Linked DNA regions of Mus musculus: region 1 is linked to region 2. A link is a contact called in public Hi-C data. All regions are on one chromosome and are shown on one strand. The core of a region is the stretch at or near the end of the contact, and the rest is flanking DNA. Distances in the headings are between cores, read along the strand shown.

Region 1 (4,094 bases), core at 53-2,552, 9.6 Mb after region 2:
CGTCTTTCTCTGTGATAACTCCAGCCTGTGTCAAGTTGACACACAAAACCAGCCAGTACAGACAATAGGGCAACTGTACATACAAGCTCACTGCAGTTACAACACCATGCACAAGACCCGTGCAAGCCCAAACCAGAACAAATCTCAGCACAGAGACAAGAGTTCGGCACCAAATACCTAGTACCAAGCTACGGCAATTACTAGCTGCTGGGAGAGGAGGAGAAGGGTTTCTCTAAGAGTATATAGCCCGAGGTAAGCCAATAACAATCCAATGAAATATTCAAGAATATTGAATTCAGCATAAGTTAGTCTTAAAGGGTTTTGAAACAAAAAAGAAAGATAGGTCACAAAGATAGGTGGACTGGGGACAGAATTTTCAGTGGTGAATATAATCAAAATGAGTTGTATATATAGATCAGAGAACTAAAGAGAAAAGGAGAAACCAGGCTACACCGCCAGAAATTCAGGGAGCCAACAAGCCCTGGGTCATGGGGGAAATGTCTCTTCCCATTACATCACTCCAGGCTCTTGGAAGATCCCAGAGCTCAAGGGAGCCACACAAGGTCATTAGCCCACAATGTGTAAAAAGGCCACCCCCACTCCCCCCTACACACATATACACACAGGCACGCACGCGCACACACATACACACCACACACACAAGCCTTGTCACACACCAAGACTCCAAACTTCAAGACTAGCTCTAGTCTCTTGGTCTTTGCCGTTGCATTCAGCCAGGCAATTCTGTATGTTTTCCCCGCAAGGCAAGCGACCAAGCTGTATTTCCAAATTCATGATGAGTGCAGCTCCCCAAGACTTCTGTCCTCACCAATTCAGACATTTGTTCCTGTGGAGGATGGCTCTGATCCCTCACAAACCTCAACAGAGAGCGGGGGTGGAAAGGTGACATCTAGATGCCCCAGGTCCAATCTCCCTGACCTGGCACTAACACAGGGGACACACCTACAGCGTCATAGCCTGGGAAGCAGGCCAGACTGACCTGTAGCTTGTTTAGGACAAGATAGTGGACCCCTAACCCCGTTCTCACATGGCCCCCTCCCCATCCCAGGGTCTTCACCGAGACCCTCCTCCGGGATGGGCAGAGAAGCTGATTCCACTCCCAAAGACTCCACGCATCGAGGATGGAGCAGCGGCAGACACCTGAACCTTGTGGGTGGCCCACGCCAGCTCTCCGGACTCTTCCCCGCCTGGAGGGATCTGCAAGAGCCGAGGACGTCTGCACTTTCGCTCACCAGAACCGCAGTAGAATCGTCCACAGGCACAGGTGACGACTGCAGGATGCGGAAGTACACCGACCGGGGTGACGCGCGCGCACTTCACTACCCACGCAGCGCTAGAGATGGGGGAACTACAATACCCAGAATGCCGCGTACTGCAGGACACCCCATGCTGACTTGGCTGCAACCCGAAGCTTCAGACTATAGGAGGGGCTCCCTAGCACTGCCGGACTCTTTCATTGACTGCAAGACAACAGGGTAAGATCTTAGAGAAACAGAAAAAAAGCAGAAAAGCCAAACCGAAGTAATCTTTGCGTACTTCTAAGGAAGCTCATTAATCAATTCTTTTAAAAAAGATGTGCTATCTAGATGCCTTCCTCCTGCCAATTCAATCTTGGTTGGTTTTTTGTTTGTTTGTTTGTTTTGTTTTTTTTCTTTTTTACGTGCCTGTGAGTCGTGTGTTTTAAACTGCAGCATGTGTGGATACTGTGGGTGTTGTTTCTTGAAAATAATACTTTTTTTAAAAAATGATTACAAAAAGACAAGGGCAAACTAAGTTTGAAGATATTCATAGTGTAATGTTTTAAACTATTTTGCTCATACAAAAAAACACTTCTTGGTTGTAACAGAAAGACAAAAATCTTTGCGAAAAGACTAGGAATTTGAGCGGAACTCAATTTAATTGAATTTGAATTTTCAATTGTATTTCTAGTATTTGACGTGAGCAGTATTTTCAAATTATTTCCCATTTGCTTCTTAAAGTGAGGTGGCAAACAGCAGAAGTCAACAGGGACCAGATTCAGTCTTCCACATAAAACAAGCTTTAAAAGGACAACATGGACTAAGAAACCGATGGGGAAGCACTGCACACAGAAACAATGGAGGAATATCAGTGATGTGGACAATAAACGAAGTGAGCAGCGAACTCCCCTGGTGAGAAACCGTTCTGGCACAGAACAGAGAAGGGAGACCCGAGCAAGACCTGGAGGTCAACCTGAGACGAAGCCGGGGCCCTGGGGAAACCAAGGCAGCTTCAGTTCAAAGGACAGTACGAAGGACCAGAGAAATCCACAGAGGTTCAGTGGCTCCTTCCTCGGGCGTTCACCGAACACTGACAGCACGCGACACACAGCTGTGCCATCCCAGGGAAAAGTCCCGGGAAAAATGTCAGTGGGAATAAAGGGGGTGAGGAACAACACCTCTTCCTATGAGGCCATAAAGCCTTCAGAGTTGTACATAATACCTGGAAATGGTTTCATCTTGATAGGAAGACAAGATGGGGCCCCCGAGCCTTTCTTGTTTCACCTAGGAAAATGCAAAACTAAGCCTAGAAAAGATCAAATTGTTTACAAGTAACTTCATTTTATTTTTTTTTAAGTTTGAGCATACTTAGGATACACGCCACACTTGATAAGGCAAAAAACATGGAATGTCAAGTTTTCAATTAAAAGATGTCATGCCAGTAAAATGGGTCTATATTGTTCAGATAAAGAAAAAATAAAATCAGTAAGAATAATACTAGGAAATAAGGAGAGGCGCTGGAGAGGTGGCTACCGAGTGTTAAGAGCACTTGGGAATCTTGCAGAGGACCCAGGTTCAGTTCCCAGCATCTATAAGATGGCTCACAACTGCTTAGAATTCCACTTCCAAGGATCAGATGCCCTCTTCTGGTCTCTACAGACAACTGCATGCACACAGTGCACTTACCTGCAGGCAAAACACATTAATACTTATAAAAATAAATAAAAATGCATTAAATAAAAATACATTAAGTAAAAAGAAATATCATGTGGAGATGGTCTCAGTGGATAATGTGCATGCCATGGTGCTCAAGCATGAAGATTCGGGTTCGGATGCTCAACACCTTGCTTCAATTTTGTTGTTGTTGTTTTGCATTTTGAGATAGGGTCTCTCCAGAAACTGTCCAGAAACTCACTTTGTAGCCCCTGCTGGCCTCAAACTCACAAAGGTTCATCTGCCCCTACCTACCAAGTCCTGTGATTAAAGGCGTGTGCCACCATGCAATTTGTATGACTAGAGTGGCAGAAAAAGACACCTGACGTCAGCCTCTGACCTCCACACACATGCACATGTGCAAACACATACGTACCCACACCACACACACACACACACACACACACACACACACACCCGCATGCTCGAGTGTAAAAAGATAGAGAGAGATAAAGGGACTGGACCCAGAACAGACCTCAGCAGCTGGGACCCAGCTGAGGAGCCAACTCTGCTCATAAATCCGAAACACTTCCAAAAGCCATCACCTAAGATAAGCTAGGTTTGTAAGGTTTTTTTAAAATCCATCTCTTAAGACACTAAGAACTTTCTGTCTCAAAATTGCTATAATGCCCTTCAGTTCATTTTTTTTTTCTCACAAGAGTATGCACACTGGGTCAGGAAAAAAAAAATGAAGACATGATGTCTACTGCTCTAGAGGAGGTGAGACCTGGGAGAACGGAGTCAATAAATGAAGCCGACTAGAAAGTCTTATGCAATAGCCAACTTCATTCAGAGCATCAGCCAGTTTATACTGAGAGTTAAGAAAACTCAAAGTCCTCATGAGTTCAAGCTGTTAACAACCACAAGGAGAAGCCAGGTGTAGGACAAACGTGTTTTTTCACAGAAGTGAAACATTTAATTGACTAACACCAGCAAGCAATAACAAGTAATGATGAGTCACCTGAAGAAAGCGCTCTGCTATTTGCTCCACCTGGGAGGAACAAGAAACTGCATTCAAAACAGGAAATGTGTTCTTGGGTGTAGTTTCATGTTTTGAAGAAATGGGTCACAAGACTCTCGGGGTTTGTTTTGTTTTTAGTTTTCTCACAAACATTCAGAATT
Region 2 (3,855 bases), core at 731-3,230:
TGTTTCTATTGTTAATAATTGATATTGTTATCTAAAGAATCAGAGCCAGGCATGGAGAGATGGCGTGGTGGTTAAAAATGTTTATTCCTCTTGCAGAAGTTTGGTTCCCAGCACCCGTCCTTGTTAGGTTTGCAATTGACTATTACTCTACCCTCAGATTCCCATCAGAACCCTCTCATGCATATATCCACAAGTACATTCATACACACACACACACAGACACACACAGACACACACACTACAAATAAATCTTATACAAACGAACAAACAAACAGGGACAAAGTCCTTATGGTACGGGGGGGGGGGGGGGGGGGGGGGGGGAAGGAGCCTGAACTACACAGAGAATTTAACACAAGGCTGGGCTACAGAGATCTTGTCTCCAAACAAACAAACAAAAGCTCAAGAACAGGATTACAAGTTTTCAAATCAAATAGCCAACATCTTGCTTTGCTTTAGAGACTCATAATACCCTCTGAAACTAGAACAGAAAGAAGTTGTGGAAGTGGATTGCTGCCTTGGGTCTCTTCTTAAAGCGCAACAGACACTTGGCACATTGCAGGGAGACATAACGGCTAAAATGGAGGTCAAAGAAGTGCTTAGAGTAAGTAAACACATACTGTGTGTGCACACACACAATCGGAAACAGGTGATGTTGCCTTACAATGACACACTGAAATAAAAGCTTATTTCTTTATACAAGTCTGTGTGTCTATGCCACAGATGGCAAGCAAGGGTCAGAAGACAACTCCTGGGAACTGGTTCTCTGTCATTTCACCTTATTGGTTCTGGGCTTGGCCACAGGCTTGGCCTCAGGTGCTCTTACCTGTCAGCTTGCTGGCCTCACCTTATCTCTTAACCTAGTCTTTTTTTTTTTTTTTTTTTTAATGTGAAGGAGGTACGCTTTCTATTACAAAGCTGGAATGGGAGGAAAACTTATCATGTGCACAGCCTGGAAAAGTCCCAGCTTCGCCAGAAACCTGCAACGCTCTAGTAACAATCATGTCTTCACAACTGGGTTCCAGGTGTGGGATAAGATCAAAGAGCAGAAAAACAAGATTGTGATTTCTCCCATACCTTATCACACAAAAGGGTGAGAGACTGGTGATTTCCGAAACTCTATTCCCCTCAAGGGCTAACAATAGGATTTAAAGTAGACTTTAAGCAGAAGTAATGCTATCTAAAATATTTTTCAAACGTTGTCAGTGTCTTTCCCCTCCAAGTCTCAAACTATCTCAACTCACTTGTAACAGAAATGTTTAACTAAAATTCGGGATTCTGATAATCTACTGTAGAAGTAACGCAGATGTAATTCATTCAAACACAAAAAACCAACCAAACAAAAAAACTCAAAACAAACAACTCATGATAGTAAACTAACAAAATCTTTCAGTGTTTTTCCCAAAGAAGAGAAAAGGAAGGAGGAAAGAAGGAAGACACGGAAAGATAGACAGACAAGGTAGGAAGAAAGAAAGGAGAAGAGAATTCAGCTGTAAAGCCCGAAAGAACGTACAGGGATTTCAGCGACATAAACTTAGCAGCCCTGCAAGAACAGTCAACTCGCTGCAAGGCAAACAGTCACCAGGTAACGGAGAGAGCGGACACAGACCCGGAAATGACTCTGAACTGCAAAAACAGCCAAGGGAATCCGAGAGACCAAGTCTCTGAGCACAGAGAGCAGGGTAGAGGAGGGGTCCGGCCCGGGGGTTCTCAGGCCAACAGGGAACGATGCTCTTCCCGGAAGCGCGCGCCCCGACCACCCCGACGGCGGCGGCGTCCACCTTCTCTGTTGACACGGTGTGGGAGCCCACCCGAGTTCTGCCTGACGACGCCTGGCCGCGCAGCAAGACCCCCACCTCCCAGCTCCGCCGCTGTCACCTCCTCGGTCTCCGTCTCCGCCTCCGGGTCTGCTCCCGCGACGGCCGCCTCGGCCGCCACCTCCCCGGAAGGTCTTCACACGCCGGACCCTGCGCGCCACTTCCGCCTAGGCGTCTCTGTGCGCGTGCGCCGGCGCGCGGCTCCGCCCCTTCGCCCTCCCCACCCCCTCGGCTGTTTCTACCTCTCCACCCTGCTCCTGCGTGCTCTGAGCAAGGGTCCTGTCCATCTCGTGGCTTCTGCGACCCAGTTGACTTCACATCCGCGATCGTGAGCCGGGGCGTGTGAAGGATGCCAAGGTTTAGAGTGCTCGAGCCGGATCTCAGCAGCCTGAGGTTCCCTTTCCCCAGCCTCCACCTTTTGATTCAAAGGGATGAAGTTGCTTCTCAACTACTTTCCTGTCCCAGTTCTCCGGACTCACTCCTACCCTTCTGGCCAAGGTGGACTGAAGAAACAGGAAGCCTGCGTCACATGCCCTTACAGTGATGATGGTTTGTAATTGGCCAGAAATGAACCAGGATTGTGTTGACATGCCACTCACTGCTTGAAATGTAAATCCCTGGCTTGGAGTCTGACAAATGTTATAAAATCTCTGATATTTGATCGCCAAATATCATAAATTATTCCACATTGAGAGCTACACTTACAGTTACTGAGATACAATGAAGAAAATGCCAAGATGGGCTTGGCGATAAGGATTATTACGATTACCTTAACCGGAATAGTATTCAAGAGTCTGCTTTGAAAAGGGGTGAATAGTGTCAACAGAAACGTTACAATCCGGTCAGATGTGTGTAAGTTTTAAAATTTCACAAGAATTAGGCATTGGGAAGCATTTATGCCTTAGGAGAGAATCTCTGAAGTGGTGAGGGAAAAGGTCCAGCTAGACATTTTAAAAATACCAGCCTTGCTAAGCCAGTTTTGTATGAAAGTTGAAACTTTAAAAAAAGGGGAGGAAAGAAAAAATCCTAAAGAGAATAACAAAGCCCATTTAGACATTTAGAGATGTCATTCTATGGCTCAACAATAGCAAATAGTAGCAGTAAAACAACTGTCAGCCAAGAAGGAACATTATTTATCAAACACCTGTTGAATGTGCCTATGTGTAGGGTCATATGCATAATTTATAAGTAGCTTATATGGACTTCCAGCCCTTAAGGAGTTATAGGACATAGGTGAGAAGGTAAATGGTAATATAAATCTGGAATACAAGAGGGGTTAAGGTCCACCCACTCTTGCTTAGGCAATCACAATAGCCTAGCTGGCTTCTATTATCTTTTACTTCCTTACAGCCTAATTCTGCCCAAGAGCAGGATTTGATGCTGCTTTGCTCTCAATGCTTTAATGGCTTTTACCATCTCATTGAAACCTAAAACCCTCTCCGTGGTTTGCAACTTGTTCTTGATGGGTCATATCCAAACAACACTTTAGAATTCATCTAACCCCCGTCAGGCACGACATGCCTCACTTTGCTTTGCTTTTCCTATTCCTTTGGTGTGGCACATTGCCCTCAGATATGTCCACTGGGAATGAAAACCAAGCATTTACCAACTGTTACCGTGGAATTAGGGATGAGGTGAGTGAGAGAGTAAGCAGGTAAGAGCAGCCCTGTTTGCCAATAGGAGCAAGGAAGACTGCAGTTATGGCCAGCCACAAAGCTAGATCCGAAACAGGGTTACCATTGCCTGTGGACTCATGAGGAATGCATACTCTTAATGTGAAGACAAGAAGCGCAGTCTCAGCATGTTGATAGCTTTTGACTAACCACAGAACAAACAGAAGAACCAAGGAACTATTCCCACAAAAGATAACCTCATGCCCAAACTCTATCCTTGAGAGGGAAACAGATCCCGTGACTCTTGATGAAAAACATTGTATTGCCACTGAGAAACACTGTATTTCAGTTTAGTGGTCATCTCCCAGCACACTTGAAGCCATTTGCACAAGGAGTTACTCTGTAGAAAGTAAATTACCAAGTCGCCA

What was found. Hi-C and Micro-C count contacts between places; a contact is called where the count stands out from the background.
Region 1: a contact with region 2 is called in a Hi-C map of CD8 T cells, with 6 times the contacts expected there. The contact joins the promoter of Zfp169 here to the promoter of Slc35b3 in region 2. A contact is called at or near these places in 1 of 39 promoter capture datasets (pre-B cells) and 1 of 484 Hi-C or Micro-C datasets (CD8 T cells).

The regions. Positions count from the first base shown.
Region 1 is chr13:48,512,134-48,516,227 of GRCm38.p6, forward strand. Zfp169 (zinc finger protein 169) reads right to left here and starts at 1,303. Exons shown (of 5, transcript NM_026450.3): 1 at 1,162-1,303. A830005F24Rik (RIKEN cDNA A830005F24 gene) reads left to right here and starts at 1,437. Exons shown (of 2, transcript NR_165458.1): 1 at 1,437-1,496; 2 at 2,001-2,706.
Region 2 is chr13:38,958,557-38,962,411 of GRCm38.p6, forward strand. It overlaps Slc35b3 (solute carrier family 35, member B3), which reads right to left and starts at 1,981. Exons shown (of 10, transcript NM_134060.4): 1 at 1,876-1,981. 5033403F01Rik (RIKEN cDNA 5033403F01 gene) reads left to right here and starts at 2,063. Exons shown (of 3, transcript NR_131019.1): 1 at 2,063-2,666.